4 separate regions of the Sus scrofa genome follow, and regions 2, 3 and 4 are each linked to region 1. A link is a contact called in public HiChIP or PLAC-seq data. All regions are on one chromosome and are shown on one strand. The core of a region is the stretch at or near the end of the contact, and the rest is flanking DNA. Distances in the headings are between cores, read along the strand shown.

The links. HiChIP or PLAC-seq counts read pairs in DNA pulled down with a chosen protein or histone mark.
Region 2: a contact with region 1 is called in an H3K27ac HiChIP or PLAC-seq map of alveolar macrophages. The contact joins the promoter of CSNK1D here to the promoter of CENPX in region 1. A contact is called at or near these places in 1 of 47 Hi-C or Micro-C datasets (skeletal muscle) and 1 of 2 datasets of contacts at active chromatin or transcription factors (alveolar macrophages).
Region 3: an H3K27ac HiChIP or PLAC-seq map of alveolar macrophages shows a contact between it and region 1. The contact joins the promoter of MRPL12 here to the promoter of CENPX in region 1. A contact is called at or near these places in 5 of 47 Hi-C or Micro-C datasets (embryonic fibroblasts, heart right ventricle, liver and 1 more) and 1 of 2 datasets of contacts at active chromatin or transcription factors (alveolar macrophages).
Region 4: a contact with region 1 is called in an H3K27ac HiChIP or PLAC-seq map of alveolar macrophages. The contact joins the promoter of MCRIP1 here to the promoter of CENPX in region 1. A contact is called at or near these places in 3 of 5 promoter capture datasets (fetal liver, fetal skeletal muscle and liver), 4 of 47 Hi-C or Micro-C datasets (embryonic fibroblasts, epiblast stem cells, liver and 1 more) and 2 of 2 datasets of contacts at active chromatin or transcription factors (alveolar macrophages and skeletal muscle).

What each region holds. Positions count from the first base shown.
Region 1 is chr12:990,130-993,311 of Sscrofa11.1, forward strand. It overlaps CENPX (centromere protein X), which reads left to right and starts at 1,489. Exons shown (of 4, transcript XM_021066397.1): 1 at 1,489-1,621. The coding sequence starts at 1,592. It overlaps LRRC45 (leucine-rich repeat-containing protein 45), which reads right to left and starts at 1,382. Exons shown (of 17, transcript XM_021066372.1): 1 at 731-1,382; 2 at 220-281. The coding sequence starts at 950.
Region 2 is chr12:767,113-770,294 of Sscrofa11.1, forward strand. It overlaps CSNK1D (casein kinase I), which reads left to right and starts at 1,744. Exons shown (of 10, transcript XM_021066360.1): 1 at 1,744-2,156. The coding sequence starts at 2,081.
Region 3 is chr12:1,202,245-1,205,426 of Sscrofa11.1, forward strand. MRPL12 (39S ribosomal protein L12, mitochondrial) reads right to left here and starts at 1,573. Exons shown (of 5, transcript XM_021066454.1): 1 at 1,332-1,573; 2 at 532-718; 3 at 319-402. The coding sequence starts at 1,405.
Region 4 is chr12:1,136,221-1,139,402 of Sscrofa11.1, forward strand. MCRIP1 (mapk-regulated corepressor-interacting protein 1) reads left to right here and starts at 1,577. Exons shown (of 5, transcript XM_021066464.1): 1 at 1,577-1,652. It overlaps PPP1R27 (protein phosphatase 1 regulatory subunit 27), which reads left to right and starts at 71. Exons shown (of 3, transcript XM_021066435.1): 1 at 71-417; 2 at 496-646; 3 at 925-1,278. The coding sequence starts at 228. The coding sequence ends at 1,048.

The DNA of each region.
Region 1 (3,182 bases), core at 239-2,738:
GACCACAGTGGCCCCCTGATGCAGGCTCTTGGTTTGCTGTGGAATGCTCTGGAACTCACATTCCTGCCCTCAGAACACTGGCACACGTGCAGGAGACTGAGAGTCAGTGCGTACAGACACCATCTCTCGCCGCCATCGGGATCCCCGGGCCCCAGGACAACTGCAGCTTCGCTACTCTCCCTGGCCGGGGGGCAGGGCCCTAAGCGCAGATCCACCCACCTTTAGATCCAGAAACCGCACCACGGTGTTGACACACAGTCCCTGCAGCAACATCGTGGCTCCTGTAAGGGACCAGGACAGTCACTCTCCGCTCCTGGTGGCTCCATCAGGGGCAGCTCCCCAGACGGAGGGAAGGGACGAGGGTCCCCGACCAGCCAGGGTTCATGCCAAAAATGAGTCAGTCGCCCCACTCCTGTGTCAGGTTTGACACGCGGCAGGTGCGGAGTCCGGCTGCAGACCCCCCCCCATGCGGACTCTCCTAAGCCAGCTGGCTGGGGGCGCTAAGGTTTTTTCGCTACAGAGAGATGCTCCCCAGTTTCCCGAGTGAATGCTGCTGCTTGCTTTGACTACAGTGAAGGGGAGACTCCCAAAGAAGAGGACAGGCGGGCCACCGAGCACCAAGGCCTGGGGGTGCTGAGCAGCAGGGCAAACAAGCCCAGGGACGCCGACCCCTGCCCGCCCTTCGAAGCTGCAAGGGCTGCTGTGGCCACTGCGGTCCGTCGGTGCCCACCCTCGTCGCTCAGCATGCAGTCACTCAGGACCAGTTCCGTCAGCAGCGCCTCCTTCTGCAGCAGCTTGCCCAGAGCCCTGCAGGTGTCCAGCGTCAAGCTCTGTGTGGCCAGGTCCAGCCGGCCCCGCAGCAGCCCGTGCAGCCGCTGCAGGACGGCCTCCTGGGGCTCGGCCCCGCTCTCCTTGCACAGCCGGCTGTAGGCGCGCTGGAGCTCCTCCATGAGGGAAGGGCTGGCGGGGCTTCCGGCAAAGCTCCCAGACAGGCCTCACCCGGAGGCGGGGAGGCTGGGGAAGTGGGCTGCTGGCTCCTGCTCCCCTGCCCCAGTCCTTGCTGGCTGTAAGCCTCCCCCTGGGGTCTACGGAGAGCCCCCGACAGCGCAGGGGGGCGCACACAGACCCTACGCCCTCAGCAACCGCGGAATGAGGAGCAAACAGTTGCTTCAACTGGCGGGAGGCCCCGAGAGGGCGGGGGCGGGTGATCCTCGGGGTCGCCGAAGCCCAGGATCCGGGAGGAGGATGCTCTCGGGGGCGGGGCGTCTAGCGGAGGGGCCGCTCCCGCCCCCGCCCCAGGCCTCGCGCCTAGGAACCCCGCCCGCTTGCCGCGGGGGCTGGCGGCCGCGGTGCCCCTCAGTATCCAGGAAGAGCGGGGCGCGCCGGGAAGGCCTGGCGGAAACTACGACTCCCAGGACGCTTTGCGGGGGCGGTGCGCTCGCTTAGGACCAATTAGGGCGAGGGAGTGGGCGCGCGCGGCGACCCCATTGGCTGGGGGGCGCAGGGGCGAGGCTTCAGAAGGCGCGCTACGGGTCGATTGGCTGGAGGCGCGGGGGCCGGGCTTCTGAGAACGCACAACTTGGCGGCGGTCATGGAGGAAAGCGGCACGGGCTTCCGGAAAGTGAGCGAGGGACTGCGAGGCGGGGCGGAGCGGGACGGGCTAGGGGGCTCGGGGAAGGCACTGGGAGCGAGCTCGGGGCCCGGCCCCCTGCGTGAGCCACGTGTGGGCCCTAAACCAGTCCCCGTCCTGCCGGCCGGTACCTTCTAGGGTCGGCCCATTCCCAGAATCGGCCACGACCCCCATCCCGCGCGTACTTAGTCCTCCGTGGCCCGAGTGGGTGGGTCGCTAGGCCGGCAGGCTCGGTTCCCAAACCCTTCGGGCTGTGAGTGGTCTCTGGGTTTCGCTTTGTTGCTCTGCGCTAAGGGTAGGAAGCACTGAGCTTTTGATAGCAGCCCTTTGTGTACCTGGGTGAGGACTTCCTTGTCCAGCCAGCCCCTAGTGGGGGAGTTCTCCCTCTTCACCCTGGATGGCCACTTTGCCCAGGCCTAGAAGGAGTTAATGCGTCAAAGGGGAAATCACTGAGGCTGGGCCCTCCCTGCACTGTAATAGCTGCAGAGGGGAGCACTGGCTGGGCCTCCTTCTTGGGATCCTGGGCAGCTCTGGAGTCCTAGCCCTGAGGCCTCGGGCTAGAGCTGGGGTTGCCGTCATTACCCACGAGCAGGCCTGTCCCAGGCGAGGGGCACGGGGCCGGGGTGGGGGGTTGTGGTCCTCCACACAGAGAGACAGAGGCTGACCAAATCCCAGATCTCATGCTGCCCTTTGCAAGCTTGGGGACCCCCCTCTCCCAGCTGGTGCTGGCTCCTTTAGTTGTCAGGGTAAGCCGGTGCAGCAGCTGCTCCCCAGGTGGCAGCCTGGCTCTTTCAGCTCTTCCCTGGAGTCTGGGATCTAGTGGGGCAGCAGGGCCTTCTGGGCTTTCTTGGTGGGACCAGCAGGTGGCGCCAAGCTCGCGCGCTCACTCTGGGAGGGTGCGCGAGGCCGCTGCGACGCTGCCGCAGGTACGGGCTGCTGCAAGCTCTCACCCTCCTGAGCCCTGGCCGGGGCAAGCTCCGCTCCCCGTCACGCGCGCTGCTCTCCCGCTTTGCTCAGCAGCTCTGGGCGAGGCCGTGCCATCTCCCGTGGACAAGGCTGGAGGCCTGGAGGGTCCCAGCACACCTTGCCTGCACAACACCCCGTCTGGGCTCCCCCTGCTGCTGTCCTCTTGGCCCCTCGTTCACAGCCTCTCTCGTCTGGCCTCCACCCTCAGCAACCTTCCCCGGTTCTCATCACCAGCGTCTGCCATCTCTCAGGCCCAGCTGCCCACTGGCTGCTCTACCTGGGCTCCTTGGGTGTGTCCCTCACGAAAATGTTCCGAGCTGAGCTGAGTTGCTGGCCCGAGTCCATCTCCTCTCAGTGGTGCCGTCCTCTGGGGCTCAAGCTCCCCCTTGAGGAGACTGGGCCTTGCCCCGCATTTGGCCCATCCTTGCTGTTCAGGAAGTCCCGCTGGTAGCCTGGGCTCCGTCCCTGACCTTGACCGCCCAGCTCCAAGGTTCCTATGGTGCCCTTCCCCACCAGTTACGGGAAGATGCTGTCCATGTTGGCGTGGACAGACCCGTGAAGGGCTCACAGTGGGAGAGCGCCTCGT
Region 2 (3,182 bases), core at 494-2,993, 220 kb before region 1:
TGTGTGTGTGTGTGTGTGTGTGCACATCTCTGTTGGTTTTCTCTGTGGCGTGTGGGGGCCAGGTGTTCGCACTGCCTCCTCTGGCAGCTCTTCCTCTCGGACTCCTGGGCTCTGGCCCATGTCCCCTCCCATGTCACATGTGCCAGAAGAGGAGCCTGGGCACCTGTGGCCCCACCAGGGACGAGGACAAAGCCATCCTCTTGCCCTGGGCGGGCCCATCTGACGGCGCCTTCTGGGCGCCCCCTCCCCTGTGCCTGCGGGCTTCTCCACTGTCTAGGTTACAGAGTCAAGACACAGAAATAGCAAGACGCGGGCACGCAGCACAGCACCGTTGCAGCTGTCTGAAGCTCTGCCACGGAAAGCAAGAAAGATAGATAGGCGCCATTAAGAGGTATAAACAGGTATCTACAAAATAAGCTGTAAGGATATACTGTACAAGACAGAGAACGTAGCCAATATTTTATAATAACTACAAATGGAGTATAACTTTAAAAAATTTATGAATCCGGTGGTCACAATTTATGCAAATGACCCCACCCCTGCCCCATCATTTGGCTCTTGCCAGTGACCTGTGACTCCCTGCAGACAAAGAACTGGCCGACCAGGACCAGCCAGTTAGCTGAAGAGGCACAGAGGGAGGTCACGGGAGCTCAGTGGCAGAAACTACCAGAAGCCAGAGGAGGAAAGAGAATGGAAGCAGTGGCCGGGAGGTGCGAGGCCACTGTGACAGCAGCAGCAGCGGGGGGACCCCAGCAGCTCCCAGCCCCCACCAGGCCCAACAGACACATGCACACACACCAAGCTCCCTCCCCGAAGGGCCTGAACGGGAGAAGGGAGGAGCGTGCTTTCAGGACACGAGAAAATGCGAAGGTCTGCAGCCAGGCCCTGCGACCTCAGAGCACAGCACTTTGTTCATGCGTGGGCCTGGGGCATGACTGTGGGGTGGAGGCTTCTCTTTGGGGTGATGGAAAAGTGAAGTTGACTGTGACGATGGTTGCTACGTGCTAAAACCATTGACTCGCACACTCTGAATGGGCGCATTGTGGAGTTCTCGCAATGGCGGTGTGGGTTAAGCAGCCCACCGCAGTGGCTCCGGTGGCTGTGGAGGTGGCTGGTTGGATGCCCAGCCTGCTGCAGCGGCGTAAAGGATCTGGTATGGCCGTGTAGGTCACAGCTACCATTTAGATTCAATCCCTTGCTGGGAAACTTCCATATGCCGCTGGTGTGGCCATGAAATCTCTCTCTATATATGTCTATATATTTTCCACTGTGTGTCAGGCACAGGCTGGGTGTCAGCTTTGAGTCCGTGTGAGCTGGGACACTACTGAGGCTGTTGGCACCCAACAAAAAAGCGTACCTAGCACCTAGTGGAGGGAGCATATTACTCCCTGCAGGTGCCGGTGCAGGGAGGTGCCTACCCCCCCCTATAGGGCACTGCCTGGGAGCCTGTCCCAGGCCTGCAGCAAGGAAACGCTGGCTTCCCAGACAGCTGCAGGGAATCCTGCACGAGCCCATAGATCCTGCCGGCGGAAGGGGTCCAGGCGAGGGGCTCTGGGCCCTGGGCTGCTGCCAGAGGCAGGGGGCAAGGAGCGGGGGGAGGTGCCTGGCCGGGTGCGTCAGTGGATCGGGAGAACGCGGTCCCTACCCCTAGAGCTGCGCAGGCCCGCCCCCAGGCCCCGCCCCGCGGTCGCGATCGCCCCGCCCCGGCCGTCGCTTGGAGCCGCGGCCCCGCCCCGCCGGGTTGCTAGGGGAAGTGACGTCACAGCGCGATGGCGGCGGCTCCTTCAGGCCCCTGAAGGGGGATTTAGGCCCGGGAGATCCGAGTCCATCCGCGGCGGGGAGAGGGCGAACGGGGTTGGCGGAGGCCGGAGCAGGGGCGGCGGCGCCCGGACTGTCCCATCCGCCCCGTATTGAGGCGCTGGGAGCGGCAGGGCGGCCGGAAAGCGATGGTGAAAGCGGGGCCGTGAGGGGGGCGGAGCCGGCAGCCGGACCCGCAGTAGCGGCAGCAGCGGCGCCGCCTCCCCGAGCTCAGACCCAGGAAGCGGCCGGGAGGGCAGGAGCGAGCCGGGCCGCCGCCGCCATGGAGCTCAGAGTGGGGAACAGGTACCGGCTGGGCCGGAAGATCGGCAGCGGGTCCTTCGGAGACATCTATCTCGGTGAGGCGCCCCTCCCCCGGGCGCGGCCCCCAAACCGGCGCCCGGCCGCCGGGCTCCGCTCCGGCCGCCGCCCCGGCGACCCCGCCCCCGGCGGCCGGACCCCTGACTCGCCCCGGGGCCCTCACGGCTCGCGCCGCTCAGCTCCCCGGGCGGGAGCCTGCGGCCCCCCCGACCCGCGCCCCGGGGCAGCCGCCCCAGCCTGCCCGCGGCCTCCGGGACGGCCGGCGACCCCGCAGGCGACAAAGCGGTCGGCGGGCGTGCGGGCCCGCGTCCTGCGCCCTGCGGCCGGGCACGAGACGAGGTGAGGCTTGCGCGCTGCCCCTGGCGGTGCCCAGCCCCTCCGGCCGCGGAGCGCAGGTGCAGCGCGGGGCCGCGCGGGGGGCCCGTCGGGCGGTGGTGGGGTACGTGTTGCGCCTCCAAGTTGCAGCCTCTGTCCCTGGCCGTCAACCAGAACGACGCTCAGGCGACCCAGGACGAAGTCAGCGTTTAGGCGTGGGCTGAAGTAGAGGCAGGTCGAGTGGCGCAGCGCTACCCGGAGCTTGTCCTTTGCTGCGAAAGTTCTCGGGGTAGACGGGAAAACCTGGGGTTAGAATGTCCCGGATTGTTTGAGGTCTCCAGCGCAAGAAGGCTCGGATACACCCGTGTGCTAGAGGGTGGGCTTGGATCTTAAAGTTGGAAGTTTAAACAGAACTCAGCGGCATTCCTCGGAGGAACTGTGGGCCACTCGCTGCCACCCCCGCGTCGGGGCTGCCCAGCCCGGCACGCCTGCTGTGCGGCGGGACTGTCGTTGCGCAAGTTCGGGGTAAACATGCGCCCGTGGCGCAGCCCGCCCCGGGGCTTCCGTTCGGCTGCTGCGCTTGTCGCCGAGGGTCCCTGATGCTCCTGGTTATGCCTTTCAGATGGTCCCAAGTGTGCGAGCTCCCCGCCCCATCCTGGGCTCTCGTTACCTGGAGCGGGTGCGCGACCTCGGTGGGCTGGTGTGTAAGAGGAGCCCCCACTGAGGGAGTTGGGAACTGCTTTTGGTAC
Region 3 (3,182 bases), core at 323-2,822, 210 kb after region 1:
TCGCGGTTTCCACAACCGAGCCTTGAGCCGAGGATGCGGGGCAGCGTCCCCTCCTCCCCACTCTCTCTGGGATCGTGCCCTTGCAACCATCCCTCCTTTTCTCTTCTCCGCTGCCGGGGCTGCTGCTCCTCCGTGCGCTCTCAGGGGCCGGTGGGCAAGCCCGACATCCTCGGCGGGGAGGCCCCACATCGTGTGGGGCCGATGCAGGACCCAGATGAAGGGCGGGTGAGGAGAGAACCTGGCCACCCAAGGCGAGACCGGGTGGGAGCCAGGCACTAGAGCCACAGCCTATGCACGGCAAGCCCGGCCTGCACTCACCTCTGGGGCGGCGGCGGCAGGGGGAGCGCCAGGGGCCACGGCACCCATGGGCATGAACCCAACGTCCTGGATCTTCAGCGTTTTCTGCAGGACAGAGAAAAGCACTCTCAGAAGCAGGCGCCACACTGGATGTGCCTGGTCGCAGCAGGCACAGTCTCGAGGAGCCCCCCACCCCCCGCAAAGGGGCCACGAGGTGGGGCGCCTGGCCAGTACCTTCAGGAGCTCGTTGAGGTCTGAGATCTCCAGGAGCGTAAGGCTGGCAATGTCCTGAACCAGCTGCTGGATTTTGGGGGGATACTCCTTGGGGGCGTTATCCAGGGGGGCCCCAGCAAGAGCCTCCCCCTTTCGATGGCTGCTGCATCTCATCAACCGCACACCGCACAGTCTCGGTCCCTGGTGCCTGAATCCCGTTCAAACAGAGCCATCAGCCTGCACAAGCCAGGCACGCAGGTGCCTCAGGCTCAGATCTAGTTTCCCCGTCCGAACCCAGGGATCTCACACTGCAGGACCCACACAGCTAACAAAAGGGACTTCCAATTACTTTGGACTTTTTCAAAGACCTTAAAAACGCACGTAACTGTTTGCAAAACCGCTCTCTACAACGTTACTTTCGCTTTGGATAAGCTGCACCAATTTGTGGAGACTAGACAAACACTTGAAGGCGCTTTGCCACACAACGCCTTTCAGGACGTGGGGTTCTTGGCGGCCGAACGCCAGCCAGATCCACTCACGGGAGTCCCGCCACGTCACTGCGCTGCCGGGGAAACTGAGGCCCAGAGAGGAGCAGAAACCCGTCCAAGGTCATCCAGGGCCACGCCGGCACGCTCAGCGGCCCACGTGGTTAGGCGGCTGGCAGGAAGGACCCTTGCGCCCTCTACTCCTGCAGGGACCAGCCGCTCGAGGAGGGGGGCAGCCAGCCAGCCGCCCAAGACGCCGCCCCCACCTGCACCTGCAGTGTCCGGCCGAGAGCACCCACACTGCCCGTCCGCCCGGGCCTCGGCAGCCCGCGGTACCTGGCGACGCGGAGCGCAGCGGCCCGAAGCCCGAAACACGGCCCCCACAGGGAGCTTGCAGCCGCCGGCAGCATCGCTCCGCAGGCGGGAAGGTCACACGCGGGTCCCAACAGGAGGGACTCCCTAGCGGCCTCAGCCACCAGGCATTCAAGCTAGAAAGGACGCTCTAGCCGGCTGGACAGCCGAGCTGGGGGTAAGACGCTCTAGCCGGCTGGGTCGTCGGAAACACAAACTCTATCCTTCCGGACCACCGAGCATACGCGCTGCGGGAGGACTCTCTAGCCCCCGGAGCCAAAGGGCACATGCGCTGAGGGGAGACGCTCTAGCCGACCAGACGGCCGAGCATTAGCGCTGAGAGGACACTCTAGCTGGCTGGAGTATACGAGCGGAAGGCCGACCTTTTAACCAGCCGGACGGCTGAGCATACGCTTTGGGGGCGCTCTAGTCGGCGGGACCGTTGAGCCGAAGCGCTGGGGGGGATTCTCTAGCCCCCAAAACCAACAAGCATAAAAGCTGAGAGGACACTCTAGCCCCGAGAAGGAAAGAGCATACGAGCTGAGGGTCGACGCTCTAGCCGGCCGGACCTCCGAGCATACGCGCTGCGAGAGGACTCTCTAGCCCCCAAAACCAACGAGCATAAAAGCTGAGAGGACACTCTAGCCGGCTGGAGCAGACGAGCTGAGGGTCGACACTCTAGCCCCGAGAAGCAAAGAGCATACGAGCTGAGGGTCGACGCTCTAGCCGGCCGGACCTCCGAGCATACGCGCTGCGGGAGGACTCTCTAGCCCCCAAAACCAACGAGCATAAAAGCTGAGAGGACACTCTAGCCGGCTGGAGCAGACGAGCTGAGGGTCGACACTCTAGCCCCGAGAAGGAAAGAGCATACGAGCTGAGGGTCGACGCTCTAGCCGGCCGGACCTCCGAGCGTAGGCGCTGCGGGAGGACTCTCTAGCCCCCAAAACCAACGAGTATAAAAGCTGAGGGGACACTCTAGCCCCGAGATTCAAAGAGCATACGAGCTGAGGGTCGACGCTCTAGCCGGCCGGACCTCCGAGCATACGCGCTGCGGGAGGACTCTCTAGCCCCCAAAACCAACGAGCATAAAAGCTGAGGACACTCTAGCCGGCTGGAGCATGTGCGCTGAGGGTGTACGCTCTAGCCGGCCGGACCGCCAAGCATACGAACTGAGAGGACGCTCTAGTTTGCTGGAGCATACGAGCTGAGGGCCAAGGATCTAGCCCCTAGAAACAAAGAGCATACGAGATGAGGGTCGACACTCTAGCCGGCCGTACGGTCGAGCATATGCACTGGGGGGAAAACTCTCTAGCCCCTAGAACCAACGAGTTGAGAGGACACTCTAGCCAGCTGGAGTATACGAGCGGAAGGCCGATCTTTTAACCGGCCGGACGGCTGAGTGTACGAGTTGGGGGGCGCTCTAGCCGACCGGACCACGAGCATGAGAGCCGGGGCCCGATTCTCTAGCCCCCAGAACCAACGAGCATACGAGCTGAGAGGACACTCTAGCCGGCTGGAGCAGACGAGCTGAGGGTGGACGCTCTAGCCCGTCGGACCGAGCATATGAACTGGAGAACGACTCTCGAAGCCCCCAAAACCAAGGAGCATACGAGCTAGGGAGCGGTGGAGGGTAGACGCTCTAGTCGGCCGGACCGCTGAGCATAAGCGCTGGGCGATTCTCTAGCCCCCCAAGACCAACGAGCATAAAACCTGAGAGGACACTCTAGCCGGCTGGAGAATACGAGCTGAAAGGACGCTCTAGCTTGCTGGCGCATACGAGCTGAGGGTCGACACTCTAGCCCCGAGATGCAAAGAGCATACGAGCTGAGGGTCGAC
Region 4 (3,182 bases), core at 327-2,826, 150 kb after region 1:
TCAGTTTCAGCCCCTCGGGCGCGAGCATGACTGCGCAGCTTTATATAGCACGCCGGGCCCTATATAAGCGGGAAGTGCCCTGGCCAGCAAGAGCACGGGAAGCACTGTGGGGGCTACGCTGGAGGTCACAGTCAGCCGCGAGAGCCTGCACTTGGATCTGGTCTGGGCACTTTCCTCCCCCAAGCAGTGGGGTCCCCACAGGGGTGGCCCACGCCATAGCCTCCAAGATGCCCAGCAGAGCAGCCCGCTATACTCGCTACAGCCCGAGGCAGCGGCGCCGGAGGCTGCTGGCGGATCGCAGCGTGCGCTTCCCTAACGACGTCCTATTCTTGGACCACATCCGCCAGGGCGACCTGGAGCAGGTGGGGCGCTTCATCCGGGCTCGGAAAGTCTCGCTGGACACCATCCATCCCTCAGGTGAGTGCCTGCGGGGCCAGCCAGGGTCTGCGGGGTGGCAGGGAAGGCCTCAGGCTTGACCCCTGCTGCCCTTCCCAGGCCTGGCTGCCCTTCATGAAGCGGTGCTCTCTGGAAACCTGGAGTGTGTGAAGCTGCTGGTCAAACACGGGGCTGACATTCACCAGCGTGACGAGACGGGCTGGACGCCCCTGCACATTGCCTGCAGTGACGGGTACCCCGACATAGCCAGGTGAGAGGGTGACCTCCAGGATGCGGTCCCCCGAAAGGTGGCCCTCCCCATGCAGCTGACAACCCTAAGGCTTCTGGCATCTCCTTTCTGCCCTTTCCCTCCCAAGAGCAAACTGCCAAGGTCAGCTGTCCTTTCCAAAGGGTCTGGTTTCTTCCTCCTCGCCCCACCTGGAAAAATAAAAAACAGGCGGACCTTAGAACCCCAGCCTGCTACCCCGGGGGGAGGAGTGAGCATCCTCCAGGCCAGCTCCCCTCGGCAATCAGGGCTGCCTTTGGCAGGTATCTCATTTCCCTGGGTGCAGACAGAGAAGCGGCCAACGACGACGGTGAGCTGCCCGCGGATCTCATTGACCCTGACTTCAAGGACTTGGTGGAGCTCTTCAAAGGGACTAAGATGGACTGAGCCCAGCCCTGCCCTCCCAGGGCTCTAGCCCTCCCTGGAGAAGTCAGATGCCCACCTCCCCGGGGTGCCAGGGGTGCCCCGCCCACCGGGCTGGGGGGCCCACCAGGCGGCCCAGGACCCTATACCTGGGCGCGACCCCCGCACCCCCAGCGCTGGCCTGGCTTTTTCTCCGGGTGAATTTTTTATGGTGACACTTTTTACTTTTTCAATAAACGTGATGCCCAAGCCTGTGGCGATGGCCTGATTACTGGGGACCCGCCGACCCAGGCCTTCGGCTCCGGCGGCTTCCGGAGGTCAGCGGACCTCGTCGTCCACTCGGCGCTGGGGGTCCGGCAGTGCCGGAGCAAGAGCCCGCGGCCCGCGGCTTCCGCGCGCCGGTGCCCGCCGTCCGCCGCCCCCGCCGTCCCGCGGGCCCGGACACCGCAGCAGCCCGCAGGCCCGGGAGCCCGTCCGCGTCCCCTCGCCGCCGCCCCGCGCGCCTGCGGTCACGTGGCCGGCGCCCCGGCGTGCGCGCGCGCGCGCGTGCGCGGCGGCGGCGGCGCGCGTCACTTCCGGCCGGGCCCCTGGCAGCGGCGGCGGCGGCGGCGGCGGCCGAGAGGGCGAGGTGAGGCGGCGGCAGCGGGGGCGGGCGGGGCGGGCGCGGCCGGGACCCGCCCTGGCGCGGCGGCCGCGAGGGCAGGGCCCGGGCGGGGGCGCGGGCGCCCGGCCCGCCGCGGCGGAGGGTGAGGCGGGGCGGGCCGGCCGCACGGGGCTCGGAGGGGCGGCGGGCCGCCCGGCTCAGCCCCCGAAGCTGCGGCCCGGTCGTCTGGGGAGCATCCCTGCCGATGCTTCCTGACTCCGGAGCGCCACTCGCCCGCCCTCCGCCGTGGTCCCGCCCGTCCCGAGGTCTCGGCCCCCGGGCCGGGCAGGGCGGCGCCAGGTGCGGACCCAGAAGGGGTGGGAGGTGGCCCGCGCTCAGCGAGGGTCACCGGGCCCGGGGGCTGCCAGGGTGGGCGGTGGGCTGCAGCGGGGAGGCCGCAGCCCAGGTGGTGAGACATTGCACGAAACGTGGAGGCGCAGGAGTCGTGTCCCCGACCTACCGCAGGGGACGCTTCGCAGAGGAGGTGGTCGTGAGCTGAGCCCCCAGGGACCAGTGCAGTAGTTTAGGGCAGACGGGGCATCTCGAGCAAAGGCCCGGAGATGTCAGACGGGGGCGTCTGGAGCTCTTAGAGGAGTGTGGGCGGGGAGGAAAGGGGACAGGAGCCGCGTCCCGAAGGAAGAGGCGCGATTTGGGGTGGCTGGAAGGGCCCAGGGACGTGGGAGGGGGTATCTGTTGCTCGGAAGGGGAGCTGCTGCCTCCACCAGGAGAGGGGGAGGGCGGTGCATTGCTTAGAGGCTTTGCCTGGGGGTCTTCAGGGGACGCCAGCCCTGGCGTCTGGTACTGCAGCATCCTGCTGGCACCCGCTTGGGTGGTAGATCACTTTCTCAAAGTCTCATGGGCAGAAACTGGGCTGCTGAGAGCCCCAAAGACAGAACATGACAGGAAAGTGGAAGCTGGAGACTTTGGAGTTCCTATCGGAATTCTAAAGGAACACAGAATGGCCACACCTGCATCACTGATTCTAACTCCAGAATATCCAGGGTCACTTTCCCAGACAAGAGAGTATCATCTCGGTGCCTGTCTTGAAGCATCTGTCTTGGGGGTTGGGGATGGGGGTGGAGAGCGAGGGGCGGGAGACTGGGTTTGGGGCCCCCCCAACACCCTGCCTCCATCCCTGAAGCCCTTGGTTCCCGTGGCAGGGCAGGGTGCTACGTAGATCCATCCAGGAAAACTCTGCCCGTCTCTGTGCAGAGCCACGTGGGTGCCAGGGGTCCAGGAACCTGCCAGGGCTGGACCCCTGGCTGGCCCTGACTCCTGAGGCCCTGGAGACACGGAGGTTGGGAGTCCCTTGGGGTGCAGACCCCGCTCTGCTGGGCAGCAGGTGGCTTTGCCCTCCCAGCCTCCCAAATGTGGGTTGTCGGGGTCCTGCCTGGCCCGGTGCAATAGCTGCCCACAGTCAGCCCTTGGCAAGTGTTTGCCGTGGCCAGCGGCGCTGCTACCCCCTCACGGTGTCCCGTCCGTTTGCGGGTCTCCACCTCCCCTCAGTGGGCTGCC